2 separate regions of the Pan troglodytes genome follow, and region 1 is linked to region 2. A link is a contact called in public HiChIP or PLAC-seq data. All regions are on one chromosome and are shown on one strand. The core of a region is the stretch at or near the end of the contact, and the rest is flanking DNA. Distances in the headings are between cores, read along the strand shown. Region 1 holds the start of LDLRAD4 (low density lipoprotein receptor class A domain containing 4). Region 2 holds the start of RNMT (RNA guanine-7 methyltransferase).

The links. HiChIP or PLAC-seq counts read pairs in DNA pulled down with a chosen protein or histone mark.
Region 1: a contact with region 2 is called in an H3K4me3 HiChIP or PLAC-seq map of stem cell-derived excitatory neurons, with 7 times the contacts expected there. The contact joins the promoter of LDLRAD4 here to the promoter of RNMT in region 2. A contact is called at or near these places in 1 of 7 Hi-C or Micro-C datasets (stem cell-derived neural progenitor cells) and 1 of 1 datasets of contacts at active chromatin or transcription factors (stem cell-derived excitatory neurons).

The regions. Positions count from the first base shown.
Region 1 is chr17:17,685,500-17,690,587 of NHGRI_mPanTro3-v2.0_pri, reverse strand. It overlaps LDLRAD4 (low density lipoprotein receptor class A domain containing 4), which reads left to right and starts at 2,034. Exons shown (of 8, transcript XM_054672297.1): 1 at 2,034-2,157.
Region 2 is chr17:17,178,851-17,183,813 of NHGRI_mPanTro3-v2.0_pri, reverse strand. It overlaps RNMT (RNA guanine-7 methyltransferase), which reads left to right and starts at 3,427. Exons shown (of 11, transcript XM_001171256.5): 1 at 3,427-3,520. FAM210A (family with sequence similarity 210 member A) reads right to left here and starts at 3,329. Exons shown (of 4, transcript NM_001280234.1): 1 at 3,120-3,329.

The DNA.
Region 1 (5,088 bases), core at 785-3,284, 510 kb before region 2:
TTTTCTACCTAAAGAGGGCAAGAGCACAGTTTCTCCAACCCCAAAGCATGTGAGTTTTGCATTTGTGGACATTAAATATAAACTAAGTATATGCTTGTCAGATTAGGATAACCTGTGTGAAGCACTTATCAGCTTATTGCTCATTTAAAGAAGTTTACCCAGGCAGCCAGGTTCAAAGTTCCCCTGCTACAAGCTTCTCAATTAGACCAGGACCTGGGCATTCCCAGCTGGAGCGGGCTCATTGCCGGGCACAGGGCAGATGCTGGCTGGTTTGCCGGCTGAGCTGAAGAACTGTCAGCGCTGCTGTAGGTAGGTGGCAGTATGGCATGCTGGTTCAGCTCCCAGCTTTCTATGCAGCTAGTTAGGGATGTAAAACCATCTCTTTGTGGTCTGAGGACAAATTACTAAATCCTTCTAGCCTCAACTTCGTCATGTGTAAAATGGAGAAGTAATAGCTCCCAGTTATTGTGAGGATTCAATCAGACAATCCATGTAAAGCGCTTAGCACAGAAGCGCTCCATGAATGGTAGTTATTATTACATCACATATGAGCACTGATCAAAGGCTAGCGGCAATTACCACCATAGCTGAGAGCTGAGGGCTTAAGGGAAACTGAATTCAGCCAACATTTCACTAACTAAAAAGTCACTGACAAATTAGACAAAACGTAGGTTTCAAAAGATTCATTTCTCTGACATTATGGAAATATGAACTGGACAACTTTTTGGGGGGTGTGTGGGGACAGTTGAAAATGTTCACTCCTTTAATCAGCTGCATCTATCTTAAACCCAGCCTGAAACCCCTGCTTAGTGTAGTATTTTGATATGTCTGCAGGGGGGTTAATTTTGGCAGAGGCGAACTAATTTTGGTGACTGCAATAAAATTAGGTTAAAATGCCCATATGCTCTGGCAGTAACCAATCCCCCATCAAACATGGTAGGGGTGGCTGGAGGCATCGCGTGTACTTCTGAACAAAATGGCATATTGTCTGCACTCAGGTGGAGGTGAAGTCCGAAATGGTCTTCACAGGAGGTGTAGGTCCTTCAAGGAGAAAGGGTCACAGCGCGAAGAATCCATCTGACCTTCTAGGCAAGAGCCATTTCCTTTAAAGAGGGCAGGATACTAAGGGGGCGACCAGGTGGGGTCCGGAGGCGCCTCAAGCTCCTCAAGGCTCCCCGAGCACTGATCCGTCCTACTAAGTGTCCTGCCGCCCGACTGCACGTCTCTAGGCGGCTGCCCGAGGTCCCGCGGCCCGTGGTGCACACGCAGCCCGCGAGGTACTCTGTGCTGGAACGCGCCCCCAGCGTCCCGAAACCGCCCCCCGCCTGCGGGCGGCGACCCGGCTCCTCCGGGCGCCCCTGCCGCGTACTCTGCGCTCGGCTTGGAGTTCCCCGTGCGGCCGGCGGTGGGCGCGCGCCACGCGGGCCCGAGCCCTGGGCGGGAGTGCGGCCCCGGGTCCCGCGGCCTCGGCGCCCGCGCGCCTCCCCCACTGCCCACCCCCGGCCTCCGGGCCCGCCCCCCGCAGGGGTCGGCGCAGCCTGTGAGCCGGGGACCCCTGAGCCCCGCCACGGCGGCCCCGGTCCCCGCGGCCTGGCCGCGCGCCGGGTCCCCACCGCGGAGTGGGAAGGAGGAGGAGAGACTGGAGGAGTTGGAGACAGACACAGCCGCGGCGCGCAGTCACGGCTGGAGACAGACGGCGGCGGCGGCGGCGGCGGCGGGAGGCGGGACACTCCCCCCCTCCGGCGACTGGAGGCGGGACACCTCCCCGGCGGCCGCAGCGCCGCGTCCCCTCTCTCCCCGCGCTGAGGCTGCGGACCGGGCCCGGCGGGATTAGCAGGCGAGTGCGTTGGCCCTGCCCGCTCCGCGCGCCGCCGCGGCCGGCCGGGGATCCCCTGCAAGCCACGGAGCCGCTGCCGCCGCTGCAGCCAGACAGGCTGCGGGTGCCTGGGAAAGTGGAAGCGGGGCGGGGAGCGCGGGGGAGGCCCGGGGGTGAGGTCCTCAGCTCTTAAAGAACCCCGGCGCGCCGCGCTCCCCGCCGGCCCGCCGCGCGCCCCCTGCCGCGCCCCGCGCAGCGCCCCTCCCCCTGGCCAGCAGGGCCGGTGGCCGCGGAGCCGCACTGCGGGCAGTCCCCGCCTCCGCTCCGGGGGGGCGGCCCAGGTGAGTGCGGACCCGAGGTGGCCGCAGTGGTCGCGGCTTCTGGCCCAAGTTAACCGCTGCGCTCCGGAGGGAGGGGTGGCGGAGGGGTGGCGGAGGGGGGCGGGGGACTCGGGAACCGGACGCTTTGGGAACTGGACGTCCGCGAGCCTGCGCCGTCGGCTGGGGCCGGAGGGAGCAGCTGGGCGCCGAGCGCGCGAGGTCTGTGAGGCTTGGTCCGGGTGGGCTTGCCGGTGGGTACGGCGGGGGTCCGGCGCTGGCCCGCGGGCGGGGTTACGCCGGTGGAGGGACTTCGCCGACCCCCACCCCGTTTTCTGTTTCCTGGTGCCCTGGGGCGCAGGGTGTCCCGCGGTTGCAAGACTGAATACTGCACCGCCCGGAGGCCAGGATGGGCGCGCGGATGGTAGCCCCAACTGTCTCCGCGCCCCTAGGCCTCGGCGAGCCGTGGCGGGCAGAGACTGGAGGTCAGCGGGAAGCGGGAAGATCCTGCAGGACCTGACCGGGGAGTTTGCGGGAAGGAGGGGGCGGGCCAAGCCCCGCAGCCCCTCAGTCCCGCATCCTGCACCGTGCGCTCCCCGGACCCGGCCCCTCGGGCCCGCTTCACCCGGCGTCCCCCCGGGTCCCCCCGCGCGCGTTGACGTCGGTCGCGGGACCGCCCGGAGCTCCCGGCATTGGCTGGGAAGTCGATTGTCTGGGGCGGCTGCTGTTGCACTTAGGCTGGGTCTCCGAGCCCCGGAGGAAGCAGGCGTGTGTTGAATTTCTCTCTGCCCCTCACCGTGGAATAAACAGGAAGCGACGAGCACCCAGCCCGGCCCGGCACTTGCCTTTGTGAAGGGGTCTGCCCTGCACAGCCTTTAGGAAGCTTCCTCGGGACCCCTGCCCGGTGCGCCGCCCCGGGTGGGCCTGGGGGCGCGCCCTGTGAGTACACCGGTGGAAGACAGTGGGTTCGGTTTAGGTTAAATCGCTATCGTGGCGGAGAGGGCATTTGCTTGTTTTTAAACTTTTTTTTTTTTTTTAATTGGAAAAGGAGAAGGTTTCCCGATGAGGCAGAGGTTTTCAGGACGACAGGGACACATGGTGGGTGGGCGGCACTGGGGGAAGGCGCATCCGAGAGCACAGCGTTCTTGGGTCACCTACCTGGAGGGACACCTCGTCGCCAGTCAGGGCAGCTAGAAGCTCTTTAAAGCGAGCAGGGCTCCTTAGCTCTGCCCAGGCACAGGAATGATTGCTGTGTGCCCATAGCCGCATGAACTAGCATGATTTTTGTTTTTCCCCCAAAATTTTTTAATTAGCTAGAATTAGATAATTTTGATTTGCTTCTTTTCTTTTCCTCTGTGTCTTGGTCTATTCCCTTCTCTTTTTCTCTTTTCTAATTATTTTGGCATCTTCTCAATCCCGGACCAGCGCTGCTTTCTAAATGTTAATTACCATTGCAATACATATTTATTGAGGGCCTACTATGTGTTAGGCATTGTAGGATGTGAGGTAAGAGTAGCTGCACAGAATGTGGGTTCTGAGCGCTAGTATTAGTAAGTTATTTGCAGTAGAGGTGGATAGAGATGGTGAGCAGCATTGACTCTCAAAAATAGGGTCCTGTGGCTGGTAAGGAGGTTGGTACCTTCTCGAAGGGCTAGTGCTGGGAAGCTTCCCTTTAAAAACGGCCCTTTCTGCCGGTTTGGCTAGCCAAGAATGGCATCCTCCTCTCTGTATCTCCCCTGGAGCTTCAGGACTGAGTATTGAATGACAGAGAAGGTTCTGCAAAGTCTGCACAGGGAGACTGCCATTGCATCAAGTCATGTCTGCATTCTGTATATGAGTATTGTCTTTTCTAGTCTTTAACTCGAGTGTGTTGTCATCTGTAACTCTCCCTTTGTACTCTGCACAATTCTTCTGGAATATAGTCTTTGTGTTCAGTCAAGGATCAGAGTGTCAAATCTGAGTCATTACATAGACAAATGAGGATGTCTGAATATTACCCATGTATATTTGTTGAATTATATTTGGTATCCCATCAACCCTTGAAATGTTATTTGATGGACCTTTCTAAGCAGTGCTTTTTAAAACAGGGGGCTAACTTCCTTATGATCTTTGAAAGCTTAATTCTTTTTAAGAGCTTCATTTTGCTATTGACATTGAACACAGTGTTAGGAATTAGGGCTGGGAATGTAAATGCCAGTAAGGGATTTGCTGTAATGGAATTGTAGCTACCTTCTTCCCTTGTTTTAAAAGACCTCTCTAATTTCTTAACATTCTGCTGTTACCCTTGGAAGGGCTTGCCATTGTTGGCCATGGTCCTGGTTCGTGTAGGTTTGTATTTACATTGGAGAAGACTCTTCCCGGCAGGTTTTTAGGGCTGTCTCTTGAATCCTCTCATGGGCTTGGTTTGCAAGACCACAATCCTGCAGTGGAACGCAGCCAGTGCCAGCTGCTTATTAAGGGATTTTGTGCCAATTTGTTGGCACATTATTTGAGACTCCTCCACCCCACCCCACTCCCACTGGAGTATATACATACATAGACAAATATTTATTTTCCCCCAACTGCTGACAGTGTTCTAAGAATAGTTTTCTTGCCTGGCACGCGGAGAGCAAGGGCCCGTCTGCAGAGGTGTTTACAGTTTGGGACTGTGCTGTAGTCTTGGTTGACTTAGCAGCCTGGCAGACCAGCCTCATAGCTCCTGGGACGCTCTCTGTTTTTGCACTGGGCTGCTGCAGGGGTAACCTCCCTGACTGATAGGGAAGCACAGTCAGAGGAGAGTGACTTTTGCTCCTTGTGCATGGTTTCTGGCAGGCAGTCCAGCAGAGATCCCTGAGCTCCTGACGTCTTTGCATGTAGCCAGCATAAAGTCTCCTTGTGGTGGGTGGGAGGTGACTGCTCTACGTCATTATGTAAAACCAAAGCCACCTCAGGGCCCTGGGCAGGAATTCTTGAAAT
Region 2 (4,963 bases), core at 2,178-4,677:
GCCTTTGAATCTGATCAGTTTGGAAAACCAATTCCAGAAACACTATAATCAATTCAGAAAACTCATCCTTAAGATTCTGCTCACTAGAAGCACTCTCAGCACCCGAATTTGAATCAGTCAGGGCTCTACAGAGATACAGAACTGATAGGAAAAAATATATAGATGTAGATAAAAACATAAATATCTTCATCTACATATAGACAGATACAGAGATATTGGTATTTTAAGGAACTGGCTCACACAACTGTAGGGGATAGCAACTTCAAAATGTGTAGGGTAGATCTACAGACAGGAAACTTAGGCAGGAATTGATGCTGCAGTCTTGAGGAAAATACTGTCTTCTTCAGGACACTTCAGTTTTGGCTTTTTTAGCCTTCAATTGATTGAATGAGGTCCACCCACATTATTTAGGGTAATATCCTTTAGTTTAGGTCAACTGATTATAGATGTTAACCACGTCTTCAGAATACCATCATAGCATCAACCAAACTAGTATCTGATTAAATAACTAGGTATTATAGCCTAGCTAAGCTGACATAATAAAACTAATCATCACACACGGTATTACTCAACAAAATCTTATTTTCAACTGAAGGAAAAACCTTTTAAACAATAATATTTTATTTGTTCCAGAAAGACAATGAAATTTCAGTAGGAACACTTTCCTGAGTGGAACAGAGGAAAAGTCCTTCATCCAAAACTATTTGGAGCAACAAAGCTTCCATGAACCACCTCTCTTCACAGAACACTATCTTAGGAAACTATAACATTGTTTCTACATTTTTAAAACAATCTCTATGTTTCAAAAATATGATCTTCAACTCTACAACAGAAATTACACTTTAAAATTACACCTCTGAGAGAAGTGCTCTCACTTTCTTACAAATGGGTTGAAATAAATCCTGCAGGTCCTTTCCTCGTCTTGGTGGAGCTCACATTCCAGCAAGATAACATCCTTATCTAACTATTTTCTCTTGGGACATCATAACCCAGGCATTAAGAAGTATCAAAACACTTTCTGAAAATCTACTATTTGCTAGGCAACGTCCAGTTCTGAGTATGATCTTCTAGCCAGCACTGTTTCATTATTAGCAGAGTCTGGTCAATCAGCCAGACTGCCTGGGTCCAAATCTTGATCCCACTACTTAACAAGCTGCATGATCTTGGCCAAGTTACTTAACCCTCATCTGTAAAACAAACACTCATAACTATACCACTGGGTTCGGTTAGAATTAAACGAGTGCAAATGAATAAAGCACTAACCTTGGCACCTAAAAGGTACTCGAGTATTAGCTATTATTATTTTAATGTCCAGAAAACCAGAGATTACTCAGGCAATAATGAGGGAAAAATAACACCAATGGTAACTTTAAAATCATTTTTATCTGGCTCATTTACTTACATTAACTGCTTTCAAGAATCCTTCCCCTCAATTCTCAAATGAATTTACACGACTTCTAGTTAAGTTTTATAAAAACTGAAAAATGTAATCTCTATATATCCCATCATCGTGGAGTTTTCATAAACACATAGTTAAGAGGCTTTTAATCTAATAACTTTTTTGTTTTGTTTAGTTTTTTTTGAGACAGTCTTGCTCTGTCGCCCAGGCTAGAGTGCAACGGCGCAATCTCGGCTCATTGCAACCTCCGCCTCCAGGGTTTAAGCGATTCTCCTGCCTCAGCCTCCTGAGTAGCTGGGATTACAGGCACGCGCCACCACGCCTGGCTAATTTTTGTATTTTTAGTAGAGACGGGGTTTCACCATGTTGGCCAGGCTGGTCTCAAACTCCTGACCTCGTGATCCAACCGCCTCGGCCTCCCAACGTGCTGGGATTACAGGAGTGAGCCACTGCACCCGGTGTTTAAAAACATTAAAACATGTTTTTAAAAGTCAAAATTACACTCATTTTCTGTAAAATTACAACAGCAATTATCTCAAGAAACTTAAGCATCAGGAACAGGGACTGTAATTGCCTGGTTCTAATGCTTGTATATGCCTATAACGCATTCGATCTGTAAGACCTACACTTTTGCAGTTGTCAATATTCATGAAATGAGATTAATTCTCAACTTACCTCATTTCATATAATAACAAATACAAGCAGTCATCAGAAATTGATGGGTCATCCTTATTTGTGAAAAATAGGCCTCATTCTTGGTTCAAAGTTTGTAACCTCAAACGGGCTAATGCCCACAATTTAGAAGTGATTAGATTGGAAAGCACGACGCTGCAAATGCTGCCTTCTCCAAAGCCAGGTCTATTCATTAACATACCTGTGCCTACTGACAAGAAGGCAGGCTGGTAAAGCACATTTTCAAAGCTGTTTTAAATGGATCAATTTTGGTAAAGAGTAAGTCAAGACGGATTGTAAATCTGATCAGTTTTACAACCTTGGAAGGTGGGGACTTGACGCACGACGCTAATATGCACACGCTTCAATAATCTATCCACAGGTAGTTTTGACCCTGATCTCAGGTTGAAAGTCCTCAACTATGGAGCTTTCGAGTTTCAGTACAGTAGGCGCTTTCACTCCCCAGTAGAAATCTGGGGTGATGGCCAAAAAAAGTGTGTTGTCTCCCCCAAACCACACCATGCCAAGTTCAGCCAACGCAGACTAATGCATCCTTAGGTATTTGTCAATAAGAGGTATAGGCTGTCCCTTTTCTCAGAATCTAACAGGTAAGAATGGCCTCTTGTGGCTTCCCAAACACGGCGGTAAGGACCAGTCTGCCAGTCCCTAATAAGAAATTGCTAATTTAAAAAACCATTCCGAACGCGGGCGCTTCCGGGCCCCTCTTCAACTGGCTTCGGAAGAAGGGAAGAGAACACGGTGAAGGGTTACAGCAAAGGAGGCTGAAAAACAGTCCCAAACCAAGATTTGCCAGGACACTGGCTCGACCCGGAAGGGCGGGGGGACCTCTCTCGGCCGCCGGGGTCTGTGGGGTCGGCGAGTGTGGACGACCCGTCTGGCAGTCGTACACTGCCACAGCCCGAAGAGCGGCGCACGCGGAGCAGTTGCCGGGTTCGCGCCGCGAGTCAGCTCCCGGACACACGCCCAGGGTTGAAGGTGCCCTCTAGACCCCTCCCGCTGCCCCACAGAGGCCTGGGGCCCATGCTACCTCTTAGGACGCTGGAGCCGCCGCCGCCGCTTCCCGCCGCGCAGGCTGGACCACAGCTCCTCGGATGCCACGGCGGTGTCACTCAGCAGAGCAGCCCGACAGAGCGTGGGTCCGCGTGCAGGAACCCGCCGGGCTCAGCCGGACGCTAGCCCCCTACCGCCCCCGGCCCCGCCAGCCGCGCCCACTAGCAACGTGCTCGCGACCTCCAGTGCCCGCTCAGTGAAGCTTCTGCATGCCCCGCGCGGCACGTCGGGACTCGTAGTTCCGGCGCGGAGGACGTGCGTCGCGGCACTCTCGCCTGACCGTCGCCACGTGACTCTCGCATCTCCGGAAGTGACGTAAGCAGACACGCGTGGCGCGGGCCGCCGTTTCCGCAAACAGAATCGCGTTTGGCTGTGCTGGTGAGTGTGATGGCTGGAACTCCGGCCCTTCCTTTCTTTGTGTTTGTCCCTCGGCCGCCGTGGAGGGGTGGAACTGGCACTCCCACCCCTGACATGGGCTCACTTCGCATTAGCCCTGTGCTTCACTACCCAACGCGTGGGTCTATTGCCTTGTGTCCTCAGTCCCAAGCAAAATGGGAACTCCTTGGGGTGGGCGGGCGCTGTTCCTCCTCCAGACTGGGCGAGCCCGGGTGGGAGAAGCAGCTCGAAGAGCTGCTCCAGCTCGCGCCCCAGGGCCGTGCTGGGGAGGGGCGTGGGGTCCGCAGGTTTGTCTTCAGCGGCGCTTCGGAAACCTGATCCAGAGGTTGAGTAACAGGCCGCGCTAATGACGGAGGGGGTGAACTCGGCTGGAGAAGTCCCTTCTCGCCTCTGTGCGTCCACTCGGGCCCCGTAGTAGAGGGTCAAGCGGGCGGGTCGGGGCTTAGAGCTTATCCCGCTTGGGCTTTATCCCGGCGGCCCTGGCGGCCTGCTCGCTCGTACCCTGAGGAGCTGAAATGACGCAGAGACATAGCTTGCTTCGGAGGTGTGACTGGAAAGCCGGGTCGAAATGTTCGTGTGGTTATTTATCGCGTGTCCATCTCCATGTCAGTCGACCACCTCCCGAAGTTTTCTTCTTGAAGATTCTGAGGGACAGCTCTCTTCCCTATGGAGTGTTTTCATTATTCCACTTTGAGTTTGGTTTGGGGTTTTTTTCCCCCAATTTGTTAAACTGATACATAGAAGTTGCACATATTTGCAGATGCAGGTGATACTTTGATACATGCATACAATGTGTAACGACTAAATCAGGGCAATTGGGATATTTGTCATCTCGAACATTTATCTTTATGTTGGGAACATTGCAATTTTTCTTTTAGCTATTTTGAACTACACAATAAGTTATTGTTACCTGTGTCCACTCCACTGTACTATCAGGCACTAGATTTTATTTCTTCTGGGGTTTTTTGTACCCATTAACCAATTTCTCTTCTTCATCCCGCTCCTCTTCCTGCTACCCTTCCCAGTCTGTGGTAACCACCAATCCACTCTTTACCTCCATCAGGTACACATTTTTAGCTCCCACATGAGTAACAACATGATATTGTCTTCATGTGCCTGGCTTATTTCAGTTAACATAATGACATCCGGTTTCATCCATGTTGTTGCAAATGACAGGATTTCATTCTTTTTAATGACTAATATTCCATTATGTATATATGCTACATTATCTTTATTCATCTGTTGGTGGACGCTTAGGTTGATTCCATATCTTGACTATTGTGAATAAACTTGAGACTGCAGATATTTCTTAGATATACTGATTTCCCTTCTTTTGGATCTGTACCCAGATTTGCAAAACTATTCATCGGACAGGGGATTAACAACCAGAATATAGAAGAAACTCATCTCAATAGCACTAGTTCT